Linked DNA regions of Ovis aries: region 2 is linked to region 1. A link is a contact called in public Hi-C data. All regions are on one chromosome and are shown on one strand. Each heading gives the region's core, a stretch centred on a gene start, on an enhancer-like site or on the middle of the called end of the contact. The rest is flanking DNA. Distances are from core to core; before and after follow the strand shown. Region 1 overlaps HOMER2 (homer scaffold protein 2). Region 2 holds the start of HOMER2 (homer scaffold protein 2).

Region 1 (6,048 bases), core at 1,912-4,411:
GGCCTTCTAAAAATGTGTTACAGGAACCAGTTACTAACACTGAGCCTGTGTGCCTGAACAAAGTGCTCTAGAAGTGAGGAGACCCTCGGAGGTGAGGGAGGACCTGAAAACACTCCCTCTGTGGATCAGAAATCTGAGGCCAGGAAGAGGCGTGCCTGCCCAAGGTCATATCCAAGGTCTCTGGCTGAGGCAGTGGAACAGTCCCTGGTCTGAGGCTCTCCCTAGCCCCTCCCTCTGTCCCCTGCTCCTTCCTGGCCCTTCTGTGGGTCTGCAGGGACTTCTGCTGGCAGGAAACAGCCTCCTGCACTACAGTTACACACATGACACCTTTGTATAAGTGGAAAAACAAAAAGGCAGACACAGCTGAGTCTTCCCCTGGAGGCAGAGCAGGCAACCAGCAAGTAGTTACACTGGCTGTTTAGGGATCCAAAGTCACTCTTCTTCACCAAGTGAGGCGAGAATGGGAGAGGCCTCGGAGAAATGGGTAACATGACGGATGCCTTCACACCTGAGTCAAAGTGCATGTGCTCCCCGCTCTTACCTCTAACTTCTCAGAGACGTATTCACACTCTGACATGAGCTGAGGTATGATTTCACTTTGTTTTCGGAGGTCTATCAACTCCTACAGGGGACAGAAGTTTGAAGAAGAATATGAGAGCAAGTGAGATAAAATGTATTCTTGAAAATCCCCAACTTTGTGTGTACAGTCATGGAAGCAGCTTTTGGAACCTGTGTTGTCCGTGTAAATAACGGTGATGATATTATACCTAACACACATCAGGTAATTCTAAAGGCTGATTATGTCCCGTGAATTAAAGCATGAAGCCTGCATACCACCATGAAAAGAGAAGCATGATTTCTCTTTTTGTAGGGAAACTGAGGCTGAGAGAGGACTGGTAACTTGCCCACAGTCTCCAGCCTCTGTGGACAGTGAGTCCCCTCCATACGGACCTTCGAGCTGCAGACTTACACAGATGAGAACGTGCATTCGCACGTCCACTTGCGTAAATCAGTTCATGTGCCTGGTGTACACTGGCACGTGCAAGCATCCTCCACACGTGGCTGAGCTTTTGTGTCCCTTACTACACAGGACTGTATAGAGGACAGCAGTATAGTATCTTTATTTCAAGTCCAGGAGGTCCAGAAGCAAGTGTCAAAGCAGTGCTGAGGTAGCTGATACTACTGTACTTTTCAAGGTACTAAACCACAAGATTAAAAATGTTTTATTTTTTGGGTTTGCTTTTTATGTATTATTTGTGTGAAAAGTATGATAAACCTATTACAGCACAGTACTACGTAGCTGATTGTGTTAGTTGGGTACCTAGGCTAACTTTGTTGGACTTAGGAACAAACTGGACTTGTGAACATGCTCTCGGAATGGGACTCGTTTGTGCAGAGGTGAGCCACTGTACTTAGCTGTCCTGTCCCCCCAGGAGATAAATGACTGTGTGACTGGGGGTTCTTGCTGCATTAATTTGACAGCAGAACTCAACTTCTGATGAGGGACCATCTACGAAAGTTTCCAAGAGCGTTTGAAAATGCCCAACTCCTCCTGGATCTGAGAGACTGTCTATATATAATAAACACAAGGAGGCTGCACGGGGTGATGGTCAGGCCTTTGCTCTGGGCTCTTTGTGCCTTGGTGTGGCTCCTGGCTCTGTCTCTGTGCTGCTGTCTGGACAGCTGCCAGGGCCGATCACACGTCCCACGGCCACCTGCCGTGTCCCTGGGTGGAGACCACCCGCCAAGGCCGAGGGGATGTGAGCAGCACGGCTCAGAGCTCTGCCACTCACCGTCTCCTTTTCTCGGAGCTCTGATTCTAGCTCCTCAATCCTTCTCTTCAACTGGGTATTCTTCTCCTTCTCTCTGTTGATCTCGCTGCACTGCTCTTCCAGCTCGTCAATCTTTAATAATAAATATCACATGTTAAAGCAGGGGTGCCAGTTTACTTTGGGCTTCTCTGGTGGCTCAGACAGTAAAGAATCCGCCTGCAGTGCAGGAGACCCAGGTTTGATTCCTGGGTTGGGAAGATCCCCCGGAGAAGGGAATGGCTACCAACTCTAGTATTCTTCCCTGGAGAATTCCATGGACAGAGAAGCCTGGCTGGCTGCAGTCCATGGGTTTTACTTTAATCATTAAACAAGAGATTGCCACAGCTCTTTTAAAATAAACCCTAAATTAACCCACTTACAAATGTTTCCTTGTGGCTACAAATGAATGCTATGGGGCTGCCCCAGGCTGTTTGCTCATACTGGCACAAGGCACCTCACTTAATGCTAGAGAAGCCATGGAAGTCACACAACCTGGCTTCAGGATGCTCCAGGATTCTGGTTTTCTCTCGCAGCCGCAGGACAGTAGTTCTAGGTTTGCTTTTAAGGATCTGTCACAAATAGGGGCTACATGTCCCATGAATCTGTCTGCTTCTCCCCAGAATGACGTTCACATTACTTTAATCATGCCCTGAATGATTCTGTTGCATCTCCAGAGCTGAGGCCAGCAGGGCAGAGAATCGAGCAGTTCTGTGGGACTCAATGACATTTCCAAAACTTTTAAATCAAGATGACCTTTCCCCACTGATGCATGCAGACGGCGTCTGGCCTGTGGGCCTCTTCCTGGAGAGATGACAGGTGCTGGTTGACCCGGCACATCCTCACAGTGCATCTTTTTCTCCTTCCCCAGCTTGACCCCCCGGAAGGGATGTATAGGCCTGACAACCTTGGCACTGCTGTCTGATGTTGGGCAATTTCCAGGGGCCAGAGTGTGGGTACAGAGTGGATGGCAGGAGTGGAACCAAGTAACACAAGCGCCAGGTCAATGGGGTCCCCACTAGTGGACAGTGCCAGTCCTCAGGGTGAAGGGCACTGGGTAGTCACCTTGAGGACAGTTCTCAGAGATGACTGCAGCAACCCTCAGGATCTGCACCCCCAGCCTTGGGGGCTGTCAGAGGTCCCCCGATATCCACATTCCACCCTGGAAGTCAAGTTCCCAGGGCTTCCCACCCAGCGAGCAAGTTACACAGCAGGTGCTTCCTCCACAACTCCCCCCCGCCCCCACCCCCACTCACCCCCCCCCCCCAACAGCACAGCCCTTTGGTTCTTACACTCAGATGTGAAGTGAGAAAACTCAGCTCTTGGCTTGGAAAAAGAGGGCAATCGATCCCTCTGGCAGGCAGATGAGCCCAGCCAGGAGGGAAGGCGCAGAGTCAGCACTTGGCCTGCACCCCTCACCATCAGCAGTTTGTGAAAAAAGGACACGAGGCAGTTTCACGTGCCATCTGCACAAAGTGAGACATGGAAGGTGAGCGGTCTCCAGGGGATCCACTCAGAACAGGGTGGGGGGTTACAAATGGGGGTGAGGGGAGCCAGTCCCCATCTCAATGTGATGTGGACCCTGAAATCTGCAAAGCAGACCACGGTCAGCAACTGTGGGGTGAAAGTGCTGACCAGCAAAACAGCATGGCAACCCCGGGACCTCAACTGGGGGCCCCCAAACCTCCACATCCATTCAGCCCAACACCAGAGTGTGAGGGACTGATTACAGAGAAGGCCACGGGCGAATCCTGAAAAAAGGTCGAGATGCTCGGATGTCGAGGTAGGAGGGTGAAGGGCACATGAGGACAGTGGGCACCCCCTCCCCACCTCACACTCCCTGTCCTCACTTCCTAACTCACGTTTTCGGAAATAGTGGTCTGCACAGAAGCAGGGTTTCTGAGCAATCATGCCTCACCTTTCCCCAGTCTGTTTTCTTCCCTCACCCTCTGGAAGGTCACTGAACCAACAGAAAATACCAAAAGGAGGCTGCCCACGAAAGGCCTACCCGCAGTGCACACGGAAGGGTGCTCTTTGAGAGACAAAGCTGCTGTCTCCCATTGATTCCTCTTCCCCTTGGCAACACATCTATGAGACTTAGTTCAATAGAAGGATTAAGTCACTTCTGTGTGTGGCTACATTCCCTTTACTAAGGCAGGCAGGAAGTGGAGGGAGGGTGGGGAAGGAGTGGAAGGAAGGTCCTGGCTGCCCTGTCCCATGCTGGCGCCCCACTCCCCGTGGGTTAGGGTCTCAGCTGAGCCCACCTTGTTCCGGAGCCGGTCGTTCTCGTCTCGGCACAGGGAGAACTGGCGCTTCCACTGCTCCACGCTGGCTGCCGACTCCTGCAGCGCTGAGGTCAGCCGGGCATTGCTCTCTCTCAGGGTCTGCAGCTCGATCTCCCACTTCTTCACATTGGCAGCACTGTGGGGCGGGGGCCAGGTAGTGACCGGGGTGGTGGGCACCATCCATTCTACTGCTCTGGGGTGGGGGGACCCAGCCACCCCCTCAGCCCAGCCCTCAAGGCCACATCCTCTCCTACAGTGGCCTGGCCACAAGGATCACGGGTCCCGCAGGCCTGGCGCCTCTCTTTAGTGGGAACATATTTGCCCCACTAAAGGGACACTAATTTGCCCTGCTGGGTGATTTTTCTCAAGGTATCACTTTAGAAAGGACAGAATTCTCAGAGAAGGAAGAGATGAAACTAAGAATGAACTGAGCCATAAAAAAGAACGAAATGATGCCATTGGCAGCAATATGGATGCTACTAGAGATTCTCATGCTGAGTGAAGTAAGTCAGAAAAAGAAAGACAAATATCTATGACATCACTTATATATGGAATCTAAACTATGACGCAAATGAACCTATCTCCAAAACAGAGACAGACTCACAGATGTAGACAGCAGACTTGTGATTACCAGGGGAGGGGGCTGGGGAAGAGATAGCTTGAGAGCTTGGGGTTAGTAAGATGCAACATGCAGAATGGATAGACAACAAGGTCCTCCTATACAGCACAGGGAACTCTGGAGAGAATGGAAACCTTGAACGCCATTCAACATCCTGGGATAAACCATAACAGACAAGAATATAAAAAGAACTACATACATACATGCATAACTTTGTTGTCACTTTGAGTCACTTTGTTGTATGGCAGAAGTTAACACAACATTGTAAATCAACTCTAATTCAATTAAAAAAAAAAAACCATGAATGAAGCCACACACTGTGGTAGAGACCCCCCTGCCTGCTCCCTACTGACTCCTGGCCACAGGAGGGGTCCCTCTTGGCCCATGTCTAGCTCCTTCCTGAAATGAGCCTCAGGGATAAAGGTTCTGAAGTGCTGAGGTGGAGCCCAGGCCCCCTGAGACTCTTGTGAAAGCTGTGGATCTTTTCAACAAGCTCCTGATGCCCCACTCTCTGGAGTCCAGTGACCCCAGGTTTAAACAGACAGCCTGGATCCAGATTTGACAGCTGAGGACTAGAGGACAGAGGAGACGGGGCTGGGAATCCCCTGAGGGAAGAACCGAGGTTCAAACCGCTGCGTGTGAAGGAGTCCTGGCCAACCCCATGTCACCTCAGGTCTGAGCGATGCCTCCATGTTATCACCAAACCACATGATAATCTCTGATCCTCTGTGATGAGGGAAGTTTTCAAAAACAAACTGCAGTTAGGTTCCCCTCAAGCTGCTCTGCCCATTCAACGCTTCCCTTGGTTTCCTTGCTCTGGAGCCCAGTGTTCACTGCAGCACTATTTACAACAGCCAGGACATGGAAGTGACCTAAACGTCCACCGAGGGAGGAACGGACACACACGCCGTGATACATACATACAATGGATACTACTCAGCCGTAAAAAGGAGCAAAGTAGTGCCATTTGCAGGGGTGTGGGGGGACCCAGAGTCTGTCACACAGAGTGAAATAAGTCAGAAAGAGAAAAGCAAGTATCTCATAGGATCACTTATTCATGGAATCTAGAAAGATGGTAGAGGCGGACTTATTTGCAGAGCAGAAACAAAGTCACACGAGCAGAGAACAAACGTATGGACACCACGTGAGGAAGTCGGGGGCGGCATGGATTGGAGATTGGGATCAACACATACACACTGCTATGTATAAAATAGGTAACTAATGAGAACCTTCTGTGTAGCTGCTGTGACCTAAATGGGGAGGTCATCTGAAAAGGAAGGGTAGAGCTGATTCACTTTGCTGTACAGCAGAAATCACCACAACATTGGAAAGTAAT
Region 2 (6,048 bases), core at 2,546-5,045, 120 kb after region 1:
TCGCTGACCATGCTAAGCAAAGCAGCAGCCTGTGACCCTCTGTGTTCTCACTCTGCTTAATTACTCTTCATCGCATGTACATATTCATTTTTTTGTCTATCTCCCCCACTAGAAATAGAAGCTCCATGAGGGCAGGGCTTTTATCCTTATTCATTGATATTTTCAGGGCCTAGAACAGTACCTGGCATCTAACACTCAAAAAGATGTCAAACTAATGAAGAATGCCTGTAGGTTAAAGGTCTAGTTCTGTCATTGATCAATTCTGTGACCTTGGAGAAGTTATTTAATCTCTTGGGGGTCTTTAGTAGAGGGAAAAAAAAAACAAACAAAAACATTCAACCAGATGATCCTTTCACCACTTCAATACTGTGATTTTATATATATAATGAACCATAATACAAGGCAAAGTGTAATTAAGCTAAAGTGGATAAATGTCACATTTCTGGGCTGCCCAGCATCTTTTGAATATCTTTCTGTTCAGACAATTTACTACCTGATGAGCACTATCTCTCCAAGGATGATACTAGAAGTTCAAGGGCCCGGTCTTCCTTTAAGCCAGGGACAAGCCATTTGACTTTGGTTTTGCTTATGAAATACAACTTCAAGAGATTTTTTGTTTTTAAGGGAAGCAATGTGAGGAAACAGGTACCACGTGGAGCTCACTTTTTGGTGGGGAGGCTGCAGGAGTCCCTGCTTTCTGGAGCTCTACATCAACTGTGGAGAGGAAGAGTTCGGGTTGTGCTGCAGCAGCAAAGTTGTTTAATGTGGCTCAAGACTTGTACAGCAGGGAATGAAAAGGAGAAAACTGTTTCACCGAGAAAAAGCAAGGCCTTCTTAAGTATCACAGACTTGCTCCAAATCCTGTTCTGCCACTTACTGGCTGTTCCTTTGAATAAATTATATTGCCTCTTCAGCTCCAGTTTAATGATTTTAAAAATGATTATTGTCTTAAATTCACTCACAGCCTCAGAAAACTCTTTGCTGCTACAATTCCCCCTGGGACTTCTGCTAGCGTGTTTGCCTCTAGATCTCTGGGTCAAAGTGAGGCTTCAAATTAGGTCAATCTATAAAGCTATGAGAAGATAAAACACTGAGCTACAACAGTAATAACAGAAACAGCAAAGTCAACTAATAAAAGGTAATTTTTTCCACAGGTATTAACAGGCCCCAAACACATTATTACCCAGCAGAATAGAATTGTTATTACTGTTGTTATTTAGTCGTTAAGTCGTGGCTGACTCTGTGACCCCATGGACTGTAGTCAGGCTTCTCTGGCCACTGGGATTTTCTAGGAAAGAATACTGGAATGGGTTGCTATTTCCTTCTACATAGGATCTTTCATGACTCAGGGATTGAACTCTTACCTCTTGCACTGGTAGGTGGATTCTTTAACCACTGAGCCACTGGGCAAGCAGTTGATGCTGTAACAATTATCCTTAATTGCCAAGCAAAGATTAAATTATGGCCCACTTACTCTGGTTATGGTACAGAAGTAAGTACTACATTTTACATATATTTCTAGAAAAGTAGTTCCAGTTAACAAGTTTTGGTGCTTAAAGACTGTCAGTTAACTGGAAAATTCCCTTTCACACAATAGATTATGTCTCAGTGATGCCAGAAAATGAACTATAGTAACTGACAAGATATCAGAATATGAGAAAATATTATGTGCATAGATAGTTTCATTTGAAAACTGGCTGGCATCCCCAGTTTTTCATAGAAACTCTCTGAAGCCTAGGAGCTCCTAAGTGCAGTTTTGGAATTTAAAGAAAATAAATATACTCTTTTCTACGTAAATTCTCATTACCTAGAAATAACACTATAATAAAGTCACAAAGAAATCAGAAAGCTGGACTCAAAAACTGATTTCCCAAATATCGTCTCTGACTGCTGATACCAAGCAAGCAAGCATTTGCCTGAGTTTTTCAACTGTTACATTGCTACCCATCTTTATTCCAATTTCCCCTTCAAGTTTATTGTTTCCTATTTCCCCTTCCTAAATATGGCTTATTTCCTGAGCTGTACGTTTTGGCCTTCTGCTTTTCTCTATAAATACTTTCTCCTTCAGAAAGATCATATACACTGATGTTTTCAACTGTTGTTTCTTCATGGATGACTCACACATTTACCTATTTAGGTACAACTTCTCTTTCATCAGCTTTAGTCCTGTATTTCTAAAAACCCCCTAAGATTTTTCTTCTGAATATTTCCCTACTATCTCAAATTTTAAAAATCTTTTTTGAGCTCTGAGCTCATCTTTGTTTTAAAACCGACACATGCTATGCACATCCCTTCTCAGTTACAATTTCCAAGACTTAAAGAATTGGAGTCTTTTCTGATTCCTCCTGATCCTTTTCTCCCATCATCAACCTGGCTACTATACCAATCAATTATTGTAATCTTGTTCTTTTTGCTCTCACCTTTATTACCCAACACCAAGACTATCCTATCTTCTCATCCATACTATCTTTCACATTTGAGCTAGGATAATGTCTCTAAAACGTAGATTGGAACATTCACAGTTCATCATTCATTCCACAAACACTGAGTGCTTATTTTATACAAAGCACTACGTTACACACTCAGGATGCAGAAATGGATGATTACGGTCTAGTAGGGAGAAAAGACTTGTACATAAATGGAAGTTCCAACTGAGAAACTGGTACTGAATGAACAGATTAAGAATGGTTTCCAAAGCACAATGAACATTCAGTAGAAGGAAAACTTATTTCTAGATGGAGCTATTATTTCATTCAGCTTTAATTAAAGGACAGAATGTCAACATCCCAAGATATAGACATGAGCCTCTACAGAGCCTCCCCTGAATTTCTTGTCACTAGTCAATTTCTATTGCTTGAGAAAGGCCAAAAACGCGGGTCAGTATCAATAGGGAAAACAGAAACGGCATCAAATAGAAACACTGATGTTTCCAAGCTGGAAACTTCACGAGAGTATTAACGAAATGAGGGAGCCACTCTGGAAAGCAATTCGGGAGGAAGGAGGCCAAAATACTCTGCGGAATAGTCAGCGTTTATACACCTACGAACATTCCAGAAGAAACGGACAAGCCTCCTGAAGGGAGCTGGGTACTGACGACTTAAGCTGGGGCAGAGCGGGGCAGTGTTTCGGCAAAAACAGGTACAGAACGGACTAGAGAAATCTTACTACTGAGGTTCGCCCGAGCAGGAGTGAAGGGTGTAGTATCGCTGAAGGGATCCCCTCGCGCCTACTCGGCCGGCAATCGCCTCAAGTTCCTCACGCAGACTCGGCGCAGGCGGCCGAAAGCAGCTTTTCCCGCCCTTCTCAGCTGAGAAGTTCCAGAACTTTCGTCCCTAGCCGTCGCCGGCTCCAAATCAAGAGGGCTCAAAATAGAGCGATGCGTCTCTTCCGGCCAGTCACTAGGCCGGTTGGAAGTGCACGGAAAGCATCAACACTTTCAGCCCGACCTAACTGCCCTCGCCGGAGAAGGCAATGGCACCCCACTCCAGTACTCTTGCCTGGAAAATCCCATGGATGAAGGAGCCTGGTAGGCTGCAGTCCATGGGGTCGCGAAGAGTCGGACACGACTGAGCGACTTCACTTTGACTTTTCCCTTTCATGCACTGGAGAAGGAAATAGCAACCCACTCCAGTGTTCTTGCCTGGAGAATCCCAGGGACGGGGGAGCCTGGTGGGGTGCCGTCTATGTGGTCGCACAGAGCCGGACACGACTGAAGCGACTTAGCAGCAGCAGCAGCAACTACTCTCGCAGAGCCCCGCGCGAGCCATCGGCATTGAGAAAACTGGGGAAAATGCACACGGAGAGCTGGAGATCCCGCGAGACTTCACAGGCCAGCCTCGGCCTCAGCGCGCCGGAAGCGGAAGTCAGGAGGCGGTCGGATTCTGGCCGAAGTGGCTCTGTTACCTGGGAGAGCTGAAGGAGTGTACAGAGAGGTACTGTGCCAGCGCCCTGGGCCGGAGGTAGGTTTCCCTGCGCATCCGGAGCCCTGAGCGGGATAGACACAGTCCTGGGCTCAGGAGTCCGTTCGGGCCGCGGGGAGGAGGGAGTCGGGCGGGCAGGCAGAAGTGAGTGGCCGGCGAGGTGTCCTCGGGCTCTGCAGTTCTGGGACCCGACTTTTTGGAGAAACCAGAAGCCGCTTCCCCCTCACGGCCTCTAATTTCCCTCGCGCCTGGGGCCGAGGTGTTTTAGAAGGAGCCCAACAGTCAAAGCTCCGAGAGAGAACTGAGAAACGCAGCGGTTCTCAGTCGGTGTCTTCGTCGGTTAATTCTCTGGGTTCATCTCTCAGGGCATGACTGCCCGTTCTGGGTAGTCCTTTCCGAGGTTAGTGACCCACAGCGAAAGTTCCGTGTGGTTTTATTTAGGGCCTAAAAACTAGCCGTCCTCGAGTACACACCTACCTTGTTTGTTGTTGTGTTTGTTTTTAACAGAAAATAACGTCCTTTGTTATTATTCACGCTCGGACTGATTTTGAAGGCCCAGAGGACAAGTCTTGTAGCATCTTCTAGCTCTTTGGTAGCACTTTCAGCTCCAATTTCCTCTTTCAAATTAGCGCCGGAAGTCTTTTAATCCTACCACTTAATTAAGACCCTTACGGTTCCCGTCCCCGCGGCACACACCTTTTGAGAGTTTCTTTCAAGGGAGTCGTTTATTGTTTTTCTTCCCACAGATCTACACAATCTAAACATTAAACAGAACAGTCGCCTCAAATCCCTGAGGTGAGTAAAGCATGGATCAATTAAAATCCTATTTAAGTTTCATCCTCACCAGTAATGATAAAGATGATAAACATTTGCTTATTTGTGAGAGGGGGATCCTGGGAGAACATAGTACAGTAGCACATTTGCCTTGCCTTATGATTTTTATCATCCCTATGGTTAGGTATGGGTCATCTTTCTGGTGACTCCAGTAATTCCTATAGAAATTGAGGCACGGTTTTAATTTGCTGAATCTATCTTCAACTATACCTTGGATTTGAGAATTTGACAGCTGTTTGTCAATCTCAGACACACTGGTATTTAATAAGACATATAAGAAGTTAAAACATCTAGATACTGTTTCTTTAATTCAAATAATAATCTTTGTGTAATTTCATTGGGACGACAGTAGTATTATAAATATTCGCATGAGTTTTGAGGAGTTTGGAGGAAAGACAAACTAATGAAAAAGCTGTCTTCTAATATCACATCTGACAAAAGCTTTTTATTATAAACTGAATTGATACAGGAAGAAAAATAATTCTAGGATGTCAAATAAGAGAGATTTGGTTTTAAAGTTTTAACATGGTGTCACATATGCCCCACATCATAAAACGTCTTGAGGCAACGAATAGAAAGATAGGGTTTAGGTTAGGAAAGGTAGGGGATGGGACTGCATCAAGGAAGGACTGGACATTGGGTGAAGTGAAAGTGAAAGTCGCTCAGTCCTGTCTGACTCTTTGCAACCCCATGGACTATACAGTCCATGGAATTCTCCAGGCTAGAATATTGGGAGTGGGTAGTCTTTCCCTTCTCCAAGGGATCTTCCTGACCCAGGAATCAAACCAGGGTCTCCTGCATTGCAGGTGGACTCTACCAGCTGAGCATTGGGGGGGGGGGCGGGGGGCTACCTCCAAAATACTTCCAGGGCTGGCTGGCTTCCAGATCTTGGTTGAAGATAAGAAGTGAACTCTTTCTTCCTTGGTTCCTCAAGGATTAGGTCTTCTGCAGCCTAAGTCAAATCTTTTCTCAGAGGTAGGGGGCTCTCTGAAAATTTAGTTAAATACTGCTTCAAATGTGAATCCATAATTGCCCTGGAAAACTCAGCTGAAAAAAACTTCTGTTTTCATAGCTGTTAGATAATATTTATAGTACTTCTTTTCATGTGTCAGAACACCTAGAATAAGAATGTATTAGAGAAAAAAAGAAAATAGATACCATTCTATAGTAATTACCCTTGACTTTAATAGCTGTATGTTTAAAGGCCTTTTTATTTGTCTTTCCAGAGACTTCCCTGGTGGCTCAGAGGGTAAAAGCATCTGCCTACAATGCGGGAGACCCGGGTTCAATTCCC

Evidence for each region. Hi-C and Micro-C count contacts between places; a contact is called where the count stands out from the background.
Region 2: a contact with region 1 is called in a Hi-C map of liver, with 3 times the contacts expected there. The contact joins the promoter of HOMER2 here to the enhancer-like site in region 1. A contact is called at or near these places in 6 of 16 Hi-C or Micro-C datasets (hypothalamus, liver, mixed tissues and 2 more).

What each region holds. Positions count from the first base shown.
Region 1 is chr18:22,435,865-22,441,912 of ARS-UI_Ramb_v3.0, forward strand. It overlaps HOMER2 (homer scaffold protein 2), which reads right to left. Exons shown (of 10, transcript XM_060401667.1): 7 at 4,073-4,229; 8 at 1,794-1,904; 9 at 542-622. Among named protein-coding and RNA genes, the nearest start is that of TRNAT-UGU, 27 kb to the right of the region's middle. Within about 2 kb of position 3,162, at least 1 of the 54 cell types and tissues checked has an H3K27ac peak or open chromatin away from gene starts, as enhancers often do. A contact at or near this core is called in liver, where this site is marked.
Region 2 is chr18:22,558,877-22,564,924 of ARS-UI_Ramb_v3.0, forward strand. It overlaps HOMER2 (homer scaffold protein 2), which reads right to left and starts at 3,796. Exons shown (of 10, transcript XM_060401667.1): 1 at 3,166-3,796. RAMAC (RNA guanine-7 methyltransferase activating subunit) reads left to right here and starts at 3,859. Exons shown (of 5, transcript XM_012098521.3): 1 at 3,859-3,959; 2 at 4,667-4,715; 3 at 5,981-6,003.